Regions from separate parts of the Sus scrofa genome. Here region 2 is linked to region 1. A link is a contact called in public Hi-C data. All regions are on one chromosome and are shown on one strand. Each heading gives the region's core, a stretch centred on a gene start, on an enhancer-like site or on the middle of the called end of the contact. The rest is flanking DNA. Distances are from core to core; before and after follow the strand shown. Region 1 has its middle 110 kb from the start of PCGF5. Region 2 has its middle 9.1 kb from the start of PCGF5.

Region 1 (4,760 bases), core at 1,698-4,197:
CCCTTGATATTTCAGACTTTCAAGAATGTCTAAATGACCCTCTAAAAGTTTTCAACCAGGAGAGTTTTTTCTTTTCCATTGATTCTAAAACAGTTCGTTGACTCTTCTCCTTCCTGGAAGCCTTTTTAAATCATTACAAATAGCATTTATCTTTATAGTTCTCAAGTGACCTTTAGTGCAAACATCTCTTTCTTCTTCCTGGGATGGATTCTGACATCATTCTTCAGGAACACAAAGGCCTCCACTAGATTGATTTATCCTGCTGAGGCTTTGGAAAGGGTCCCTTCTTCACTGACCATATCTTAATTCAAACTTCAGGGGAAAATATTTAGCAATGCTTCTCTTCTAGTTTTCCTCAAGTCTTTTTTTTTTTTTTTAAAGTCTTTCTCAGGCCACACCCATGGCATACGGAGGTTCCCAGGCTAGGGTCTAATCAGAGCTATAGCTGCCAGCCTATGCCACAGCTCATGGCAACACTGGATCTTTAACCCACTGAGCAAGGCTGGGGATCGAACCACAACCTCATGGTTCCTAGTCGGATTCATTTCCGCTGTACCACGACAGGAACTTCTTTTTTTTTTTTTTTTTAAAGTCAACACTTGCTTGGGAAACTTTATTGTCCTTTGTCAAACGTATGGCTTTATATCTTTTAGCCAATCATTTCTTATCTTTGGCTACTTCTGCTCTTTTTGAATTCAAATCAGCCAGCATCTGTTCCCAGGATTCGGTGCCAAGGTGCCACCCAGCTTAGAGAAATGAATCTTTGATCTTTTTCTTTTGCCTCTTCGTGGTACCACACATTAGTTAGCATCCCAAAGTCTCCCACATTCTCATGATTCCCTTTGCAAAGTTACTTGGGGTTTTAAAAAGAAAATTTTAAAAGGAGAGCTAAGACGTTTATTCATATTAAATGCCGAGTTAAGGTAGCCAAAGGCTTTGTGATTTTTCTCTGAGTATGCTCTCTTCTGCCTAGATGCTGTGTGGCTTAATGGGGAGAAACCTGCCAATTTAGCACAGAGCAGAGGGGTTTTCAATATCGGCTCTTCCCAGGTCATGGGTCCTGGTAAGTTTCCAGGTAGCTTTTTCACATCCTGGGCATAATGGTGGAGGTTACCTCCCTAGGTCAAAATGAATGTAAGGGGAGCAACACAGGCGACACCTTTCTTACCAAGAACAGTCTCATACTTGCAATTACTTTTCTTTAGCTTTTTGGGGCAAATAGGTCCCCCCTTCAAAAGAGCCAACAATGGCTTTGCAGTTTCACACAGACACTGGTCCAACTTATGAAGAAAATCTATTTATGTATGATTATTTTTCTGAATTCTAAATCACAGTTACAGGCATCTTGAAAGTGAAAGTTATGTAACGCACATATGATGGAATAAAACAGTTTTGAAAAGTGCTGAAAAGTCCTTTTCAGTCACTCAATCATTCAATCAACAAACCATCTGTTTAAGGCTTACTCTGTGTCAGGTACCATATTAGACCCCAGCAATATAGCAACAGGGGAAAACAGACACAGCCCTTGTCTATCTACCTGAGGCTTAGAGCTCAGCTGATACCTTCTGCCAACAAAAGAGTAGTTTGTATGTGAGCTGTGGCTTTTCTTAGGTGTAAAGCTTGTCACGTGTCTTAACCCACAAAAAAAGGGTGATTCTCAGGGAAATACCATGTGAAAAGATTCTGTGATTCCCAGGGAGACTTTATCCCTTGGGCATTTTTAAAGGAGTTGATCTTTTAAGCCTAGAGCCTGCCCGTGAATAAATTAATCCCTTCTAAGGTGTGGAGAGCAGTGGTCAGCCTAAAATAAGGATTGACAAATTACTGCCTGTGGGCCAAATCCAGTCCACTACTTGTGTTGGTATGGCCTGAAACCTAAGAGTAGTTTTTACATTTTTCAAAGCTTGAAAAAAAAAAAAAAGGTAGAATAATATTTTGTGACATCTGAAAACTATATGACATTCAGATTTCAGTGTCCGTAATTGTTTCATGGAGACACGGCGGTATCCATTCACTCGTCATCTCTGGCTGCCTTTGTGCTGCCATGGCAGAGATGGAGAGTTGCAAAGGAGACTGTATAGTCTGAAACACCTAAAGTGTTTCTTAAATGGCCCTTTAAAGCAAACATTTTCTGACCTCTGGTGTAGAAGACTTCCTGGGGCTAACACTTCATGCCGCATGACTGAGCTGCATCTTGAGATGCTGAGAGACCCACTGACTCCAACATGCCCCCTTCCCTCCATATGGTGTGAAAATCAGGGGAAGGTATCAGAGAGACAGAGAATGACAGGTTCAGATATGCTCAGGGCACAAACGTGGGTAGGCAAGAAATATAACATTATTTTCTGTAATGAAACTTCATGTGCTAAATGCCAGAGCATGCAATTGTAATCATTTCTTCAAAACCTCTGTGCTTTCTCATTTCTCAGTCTTTTCATCCCAAAGTTAAGTTAATTCTGGATTTTCTCTCCTGCCCTCCTTCTCCCCTGGCCTGGAGAAGCTACATGGCATAATGGCAAAGGCTACCTCTCTTGAGAGGTCCCACCTCTGGTTGCCAGCATCCAGGAGTGGCCATGACCTCATCTGACCTGACTGCTTTCAGTTCCACTGTGCCTTTGTTACTTCTGCCAGATGCTTCCAGGGCCCATCAGCACTCTGCTGCTCCTGAAACCTTTTGGAAACTTACACAGTGCCTCCAAGTTTTCTCTGGGGCTGCTGGAGATGAGCAGACCACCCCCTAGGAGGCTGGGACAGGAACCAGGCCTGCATGATAGTGTCCTGCATGTGACAATGCCATCCTTCCCCTTCACACATCGAGCTTCTCCAACAGAAACCCCCCCAGGCCTGCTATTGCCCCACCAGCAGGGCAGGTGGACAGCTGGATGGGTGCTGTTTCAGGGCTGTGATCAGAGGCAGGCAGGCAAGAGCAGGCTTCTGCTCGACAGGCCTTTCAGAAAGGAGTCTATTAGTCTCCCCCCTGCTCCGTGCAGGTTCTAGCCAGCTCAGGTCAGGCCTGTTGGCTCTGTTTGATTCAGCAACTTCGGGCTCTGGTTAGGCCAGATGGAAAATCAGTCCTGGAAAAACGAAAACGTGAAACACCAAGGCAGAGAAGGTCATGCACCCCCTCATAAATCTAAACACACTAAGTCCATTGAAGGACTTGCCAGGAAAATACTATTTTCAGTTTTCTCTGTGGGTTCAATTTATCTTTACTGCTAAGTAGTCAAGTTGAATTCGTTCCAGAACCAGACACAATTTGACCCTTTTTCCTTGAAGGGAGTGACCTCCATCTCCCTGCCAGGGACCTGGCTACGTCATCCTTAGGATGGGCATCTCCCACCTTAGGACTCGGGGAAGATCTTCCTTTTCCGGTATCCGAATCGGGGCCACTTAAGTTTCCTGTTCTCAGACAAATGAATCATTGGCGCTTCTCCAGTTTCTCTCACTAAGGATGAGAAAGAGTCACTCGGATGCCCTTTACTTCACTGCTTCAAGCAAAACGGTTGTTTTGCTTTTTGAAGGTGGTCATTTTTCTGCATCTTATGATCCACCTTGGCCCGAAGCAGAGCCTCATCTATCATCCTGACCATTTAAGCTTGGACTTTTGAAAGATGCATCATCGAATGGAGTATAAGAAAGGACTTGCCTCTGTCCAGGTAACTTGCATGGCCAAGTCGATCCTAGTGTCAGTAGGGTGGTTGAAATAGGCATGGGAATGCCCACACCTCCACAATATTACCACAATTAAGAGTAAGGGTAAACTACACAATGTTTTAGAGCGTCTCCAAGATTTTATTGACAAGAATCATAATTCCCATCCTATAAAGACAGGAGCAGAGCAGATGAGAGCAATCCAGATGTACCTCCCATCTGAATGGCAAAGGGGAACTTGACTGTTAATTTTTCACATGGAAACTACTTATTTCTCTGCATTGGTTGCATAAATAAGGACAGCTGTCCTGAGGCAGATCCCTTCAGATAGAGAAATCTCTTTTTCAAACACCCTGTCTTCACATATCATCACACATTCTTAGATATGCTTCCCTGCAAGAGGTGGGGCTTGGTTCCCTTCTTCTTGAGTATGACTTAGTGACTGGACTTTGTAACTCATTTCTTATTTTCAAAATTTATTTTTATTTATTTATAAATTTTTTATTTTGGGGGGTCGCACCCATAGCATATGGAAGGTCTGAATCAGGGCTGCAGCTGCCCCCCCAGCCTACACCACAGCCACAGCAATACAGGATCCAAGCCACATCTGCCACCTGCACCTCAGCTCATGGCAATGCTGGATCCTTAACCCACTGAGCAAGGCCAGGGATTGAATCCATATCCTCATGGATACTAGTCAGGTTTATTACCACTGAGCCATGATGGGAATTCCAGTAACTCACTTCTAATAAAAAGAATATAGCAGGTGTGATCTTGTGACACTTAGAGAGGCTTGAACATAAAAGTTACTGTGGTCTCCTCCTTGCTCTCTCTCTTGGGTCACTCGCTGTGGAAGACGCCAGCTGTCATGTCATGAGAACACTTAAGCAGCCCTCTGGAGAGGCCCACATGGTGAGGAACTGAGGTCACCTGCCAACCACCGATAAGGAATCATGGCCTCTTGCCAACAGCCATGTGAGTGAGCTCCAGTGGAAGCAGATTCTTCAGCCCCAGTTAGGTCTTCACACAACACGGCCTTGGCCAACATCTTGATGGCAACACCATGAGAGACCCTGAGTCAGAGCCACCGAGCTAAGCTAGTCACAAAT
Region 2 (4,746 bases), core at 557-3,056, 97 kb before region 1:
TAGCCTGTGCTACTTCTTTTCATATCATTTCAGAACCTGGACACTGTTATTTTTCAGCCTGGATTTCTCCAGTCAGAGAATCGTAGGTTATTTAACTCTGACCTCATGTGTGAGACCATAATCAATTTCCACAGTCATTTCAATTTTCCTGTTCTAATCTACCATTTTCAAGCTGCAGGATCAAAAAGTTCATGGTAACTCTAGCGATAACAACTAGCATTTTCGAGTATGTATGATGGGCCAGTTATTGTGCTAACAGCTCTGCAGGTAACATCCTTCTTAATTGTTGCCACGATTCTATGAGGTAGATATTTCTATTTCCATTTTACACCTGAGGAAAGTGAAGTGAGCTTAAGTAACTTAAGTAACTTTTCCCAAGAAGATTCTAGTTAAGGAGGAAAAGCTGGGATTTGAACCTGTGTTCAATTCTTAAGGGTTATTGCCTGTTGTTTCTGTTCCTATTTTTTTTTTTTTTGTCTTTTTGCCTTTTTTAGGGCTGCTCCTACGGCATATGGAGGTTCCCAGGCTATGGGTCCAATCGGAGCTGTAGCTGCCGGTCTACGCCAGAACCACAGCAATGCGGGATCCAAGCTGCGTCTTTGACCTACACCACAGCTCACAGCAATGCCAGATCCTTAACCCACTGAGCAAGCCAGGGATCGAACCTGCAACCTCATGGTTCCCAGTCGGATTCATTAACCACTGAGCCATGACGGGAACTCCGTTTCTGTTAGTTCTATTTTAATTTTTAACCTTTTTTTTTTTTTTTTTTTTTTTTTTTTTTGGTCTTTTTAGGGCTGCGCCCATAGCACATGGAAGTTCCCAGGCTAGGGGTCCAATAGGAGCCATAGCTGCCAGCCTACACCATAGCCACAGCAACGCCAGGTCCGAGCCACATCTGTGACCTACACCATAGCTCACAGCAATGCCAGATCCTTAACCCAGTGAGCAAGGCCAGGGATCGAACCCATGTCCTCATGGATCCTAGTCGGGTTCCTTAACCACTGAGCCGGGAGGGTACTCCCATGTTCTATTTTTAAATGTATGTGCTGCCTCCTCAACCAGAATGCTTTAAGCACAGAGGCCACACAGTCCAGACCTCAGTACAGTCTTCTGTGCTTGACAGCTCCTGACATGCTGTGTGTGGCCCTTATTCCTTTGAATATAAAGCTTATGCAACTTGCCTAAGCCGTCCAGCTAGTAAATGATGGGCCTGAGATCTGGAACCATCACTCATACTGTGCATATGGCCCCTGATGGATTTTCTCACCGGGACCTTGCTGGGTGTCCCAAATGAGCTTCCTCCTTCAAGGTCACCCTCACCAGGCTTTTGAGCATCTCAAACAAGGAATTTTGTCCCTCACAACCTCCAACACATTCATGCTGCCCTCTCCCAGACACAGGTCCTGGACACGGTGAACTAAATCTACATATAAGGCTAATACCCTGCTAAGCAAGAAAATACTTTTGTTTTTGTTGTGTGCCAATTCTGTTGGTGGTGGTTGAACAATGTTCCCAAACCCAGCACCTCACCTTTGGAATCCCTCCCAGACCCTCAAATCTTTCTTTCAAAGTAAAATACAAAAGCAACAACTGCCCTTAGGGGGCGCTGGGCAGAAAGGGTGGTGAACCCCCGCTCCACCCCCAAAGGGAGAGGGACGGTTGCCCTCCCCTCCCCGCTTTCCCCGGAGGAGCCGAAAGGTCAAGAGTCCTGCGGTTGCGGTTGGAAGCGCCCCACCTGATAGTCACCAAAATCCCTGCAGCCTGCAGGGTGGTGGATGGCTCGACACTGCCTGGCAAAGACTTTAGCGACTGTGCCCCTTCTGTGGCCTTGGCCTCTGTGACAGTCAGGCCTGGCAGCTGCCCCAGCACCTCCCCCGGCTGGAGCCCGTTTTCCTCACGTGTGTTCCCTCCAAACGTCATCATGTCAGTTTCAAATGGCGCTGTGAAGACGCCCCACAAGAAAGCCAGGACATCTCCGTACCCTGGCTCTAAAGTGGAGTGAAGCCAGGTCCCCGATGAGAAAGTGAGCTGGCAGGTTGAGTGGCCAGAGTACCAGCCTGTGGCGTACACTTCTGACTCCATCTTGACGAGACCCAAGTGGGCAGACCCCCTGGTGGGTGAAAGGAACTTCTCTCCTAAATTTAATGAAAAAGATGGGCAGGTGGAGAGAAGGAGCCAGAACGGCTGGTATAAGGTTAAAAATGGGAGACCTAGAAATCCTGTAGGTCAGACAGGGCTGGTTGGGCGAGGGCTTCTGGGGCCTTGGGGTCCCAATCATGCTGCAGATCCCATCTTAACCAGGTGGAAAAAGGATGGCAAGGGCAATAAAGTTACCCACCCTGTTTCTGGGAGAAACATCCTGCAATTTGTAGCCATCAAAAGGAAAGACTGTGGGGACTGGGCTATCCCAGGGGGAATGGTAGATCCAGGAGAGAAGATTAGCACTACATTGAAAAGAGAATTTGGTGAGGAAGCCATGAACTCCTTACAGAAACCCAGAGCAGAAATACAGGCATTGGAGAAACAACTGCACAAACTATTCAGCCAGGAACACTTTGCGGTCTATAAAGGCTATGTGGATGATCCCTGGAACATGGATAATGCGTGGATAGAGACAGAGGCTGTGAACTACCACGATGAAACAGGCGAGGTAATGGACCATCTTCCTCTGGAAGCAGGCGATGATGCCAAGGAGGTGAGATAGGTGGACATTAATGATAAGCTCAAGCTTTATGCCAGCCACTCCCAATTTAATCGACGTGTGTCTGAGAAACGAGGTGCCCACTGGAGGGAAGACGTGTACCCCGACTGCTATGGCTAGTGGTGTGGAGTCTCCTGTAAGCCAGAGGTCTTCACATGTATGCAGGTGAACAGGAAGCAAACAGCCCAGAACTCCTACTGAGCAGGACAGGGAGGGTCACTTCTTTTGGTGAAATTATTTCTAAAACTGCTCACAGTATATATGGAGGCTTTGTTTCAGGAAATAATATTAGATGAATATGGGGAATGGAATCTCAAACTTTTTGGCTTTCCAGTTGGAAGAAGAAGAATATACTCACCTATAAAGTCACATCTTTAACCAAATTGTACAACTAATGCTCTTTAAAGAATAATAAATAAAACAAAGATAACTTCTTACCAAACATAGCTTCTACTTTTCATCTAGCTGGCATTTGTCAATTCTTTCTTTCTCCTGATGTATTAGATTCTGGTTTAATCAAATTTATAATCTGATTTTGGAGATAACATTTATTTTTCCAATGTAGCTTTCTGTGATCTTGTATTTGCTGCTTTCAAGTACAGAAGCTCTCAGGTTATTCTTGTTTTTAGAAACTTCACTTTTATGGGAAAAGTTCCATCTCTATTTCAGTCCATAAGGATCAAAAATGCAATGACAAAATGAGCTTCGTTCTGGCTATCGGAACTGTTCTGTCTGAACAGAATGGACAAGCACAGGACCTTTGCTTCCTTCCTTCTCAGAAGATGAGACCCTCATCTCAGAGGACCCTACAAATGCCAATTCCTGTCATGAAGTCTCTGTCAGGCGTGTATATAATCTCAGCCTAATAAAAACATAATTCACAGGTACCTTCTCTCCATTAAAAAAAACCAATATGGGGAGTTCCTTTCGTGGCTCAGTGGTTAACAAACCCGACTTAGATTCATGAGGGACGAAGGTTTGATCCCTGGCCTCGCTCAGTGGGTTAAGGATCCGGCATTACCATGAGCTGTGGTGTAGGTCTCAGATTCGGCTTGGATCTGGCATTGCTGTGGCTGTGGTGTAGGCCGGCAGCTGTAGCTCTGATTCAACCCCTAGCCTGGGAACTTCCATATGCCATAAGTGCAAGCCTAAAAAGCCAAAACCAAAAAACAAAACAAAAACCCAGTATGTAAGTAAAATGTTTATAGGCAGTTTGCAAAGATGCCCCCTGACATAAGAATGCAGGGATTCCAGTAGCAACAAATACGCCAGAAATACATTTTTTCCCTCATCACCTTAAACAAGCCAGTTAACTTTATTTGTATATAATCCCATGTATGGAAAATCAGCTCAAACCACGGTGACAAGCGTTTTTTGCTAAAAGTGAAGAAAAGGCTATTGTAGGCATTGATAATCTCATCAGAAACCACTTCCATAATAATAGCTAACAGAATCCACTTACTATGTGCACACTTTTAAGTGTCTTATGTATTCCTTAAGGATCCTTCTTCCTTAAGGCCCAAAGAGGAAGATACTTTTACCTCGCAGGCTGGGCTCCCTAGGGAGCAGACTCTGAGCAGGTGATCAGCGTTGCAAGACATTTCTCAGGGAGTGGTCTTGGGATCAGCTCTGGGGGGAAAAGAAAGAGAAGGAGGCAGGACTGGCTAAGGTGAGACACTCCAGTTGAAGTCCAGTGAAGCCCTCCATCAACCCCACTTGGAACTCTGGACCTGGAAGTCTCTTCCAGCTGCCCTGAACTTGGGCAAGGGTTTGGGCCTCTGAACTCCTCCTCAATCAGTCACTGAATGTGAGCTGCGGAAGGAGGTATGACCCTGGGAGAGCTGGTTCCTTTAGCCAAGGCAACGCACAAAGGGGGCTAACAGGTGAATGGCATCTTCTCATAACACTCCCAGCAGCTGAGAAGGGGGGATCAGGGGAAGGGAAAAGGCAGGCATTTCAGGATCTACCAGGTATTGTCCCTATAATTGAGGCACAGAGAAGTTATAGAACCTGCAAGCTGCACAACCAGTGGAGGTGCTGGT

What was found. A called contact is a pair of places that touch in the nucleus more often than the background predicts.
Region 2: a Hi-C map of heart right ventricle shows a contact between it and region 1, with 1.8 times the contacts expected there. The contact joins two enhancer-like sites. A contact is called at or near these places in 2 of 47 Hi-C or Micro-C datasets (fetal heart ventricle and heart right ventricle) and 1 of 2 datasets of contacts at active chromatin or transcription factors (skeletal muscle).

The regions. Positions count from the first base shown.
Region 1 is chr14:102,719,553-102,724,312 of Sscrofa11.1, reverse strand. No RefSeq gene overlaps it. Among named protein-coding and RNA genes, the nearest start is that of PCGF5, 110 kb to the left of the region's middle. Within about 2 kb of position 2,947, at least 8 of the 83 cell types and tissues checked have an H3K27ac peak or open chromatin away from gene starts, as enhancers often do.
Region 2 is chr14:102,815,666-102,820,411 of Sscrofa11.1, reverse strand. It overlaps the pseudogene LOC102157523. Among named protein-coding and RNA genes, the nearest start is that of PCGF5, 9.1 kb to the left of the region's middle. Within about 2 kb of position 1,806, at least 1 of the 83 cell types and tissues checked has an H3K27ac peak or open chromatin away from gene starts, as enhancers often do.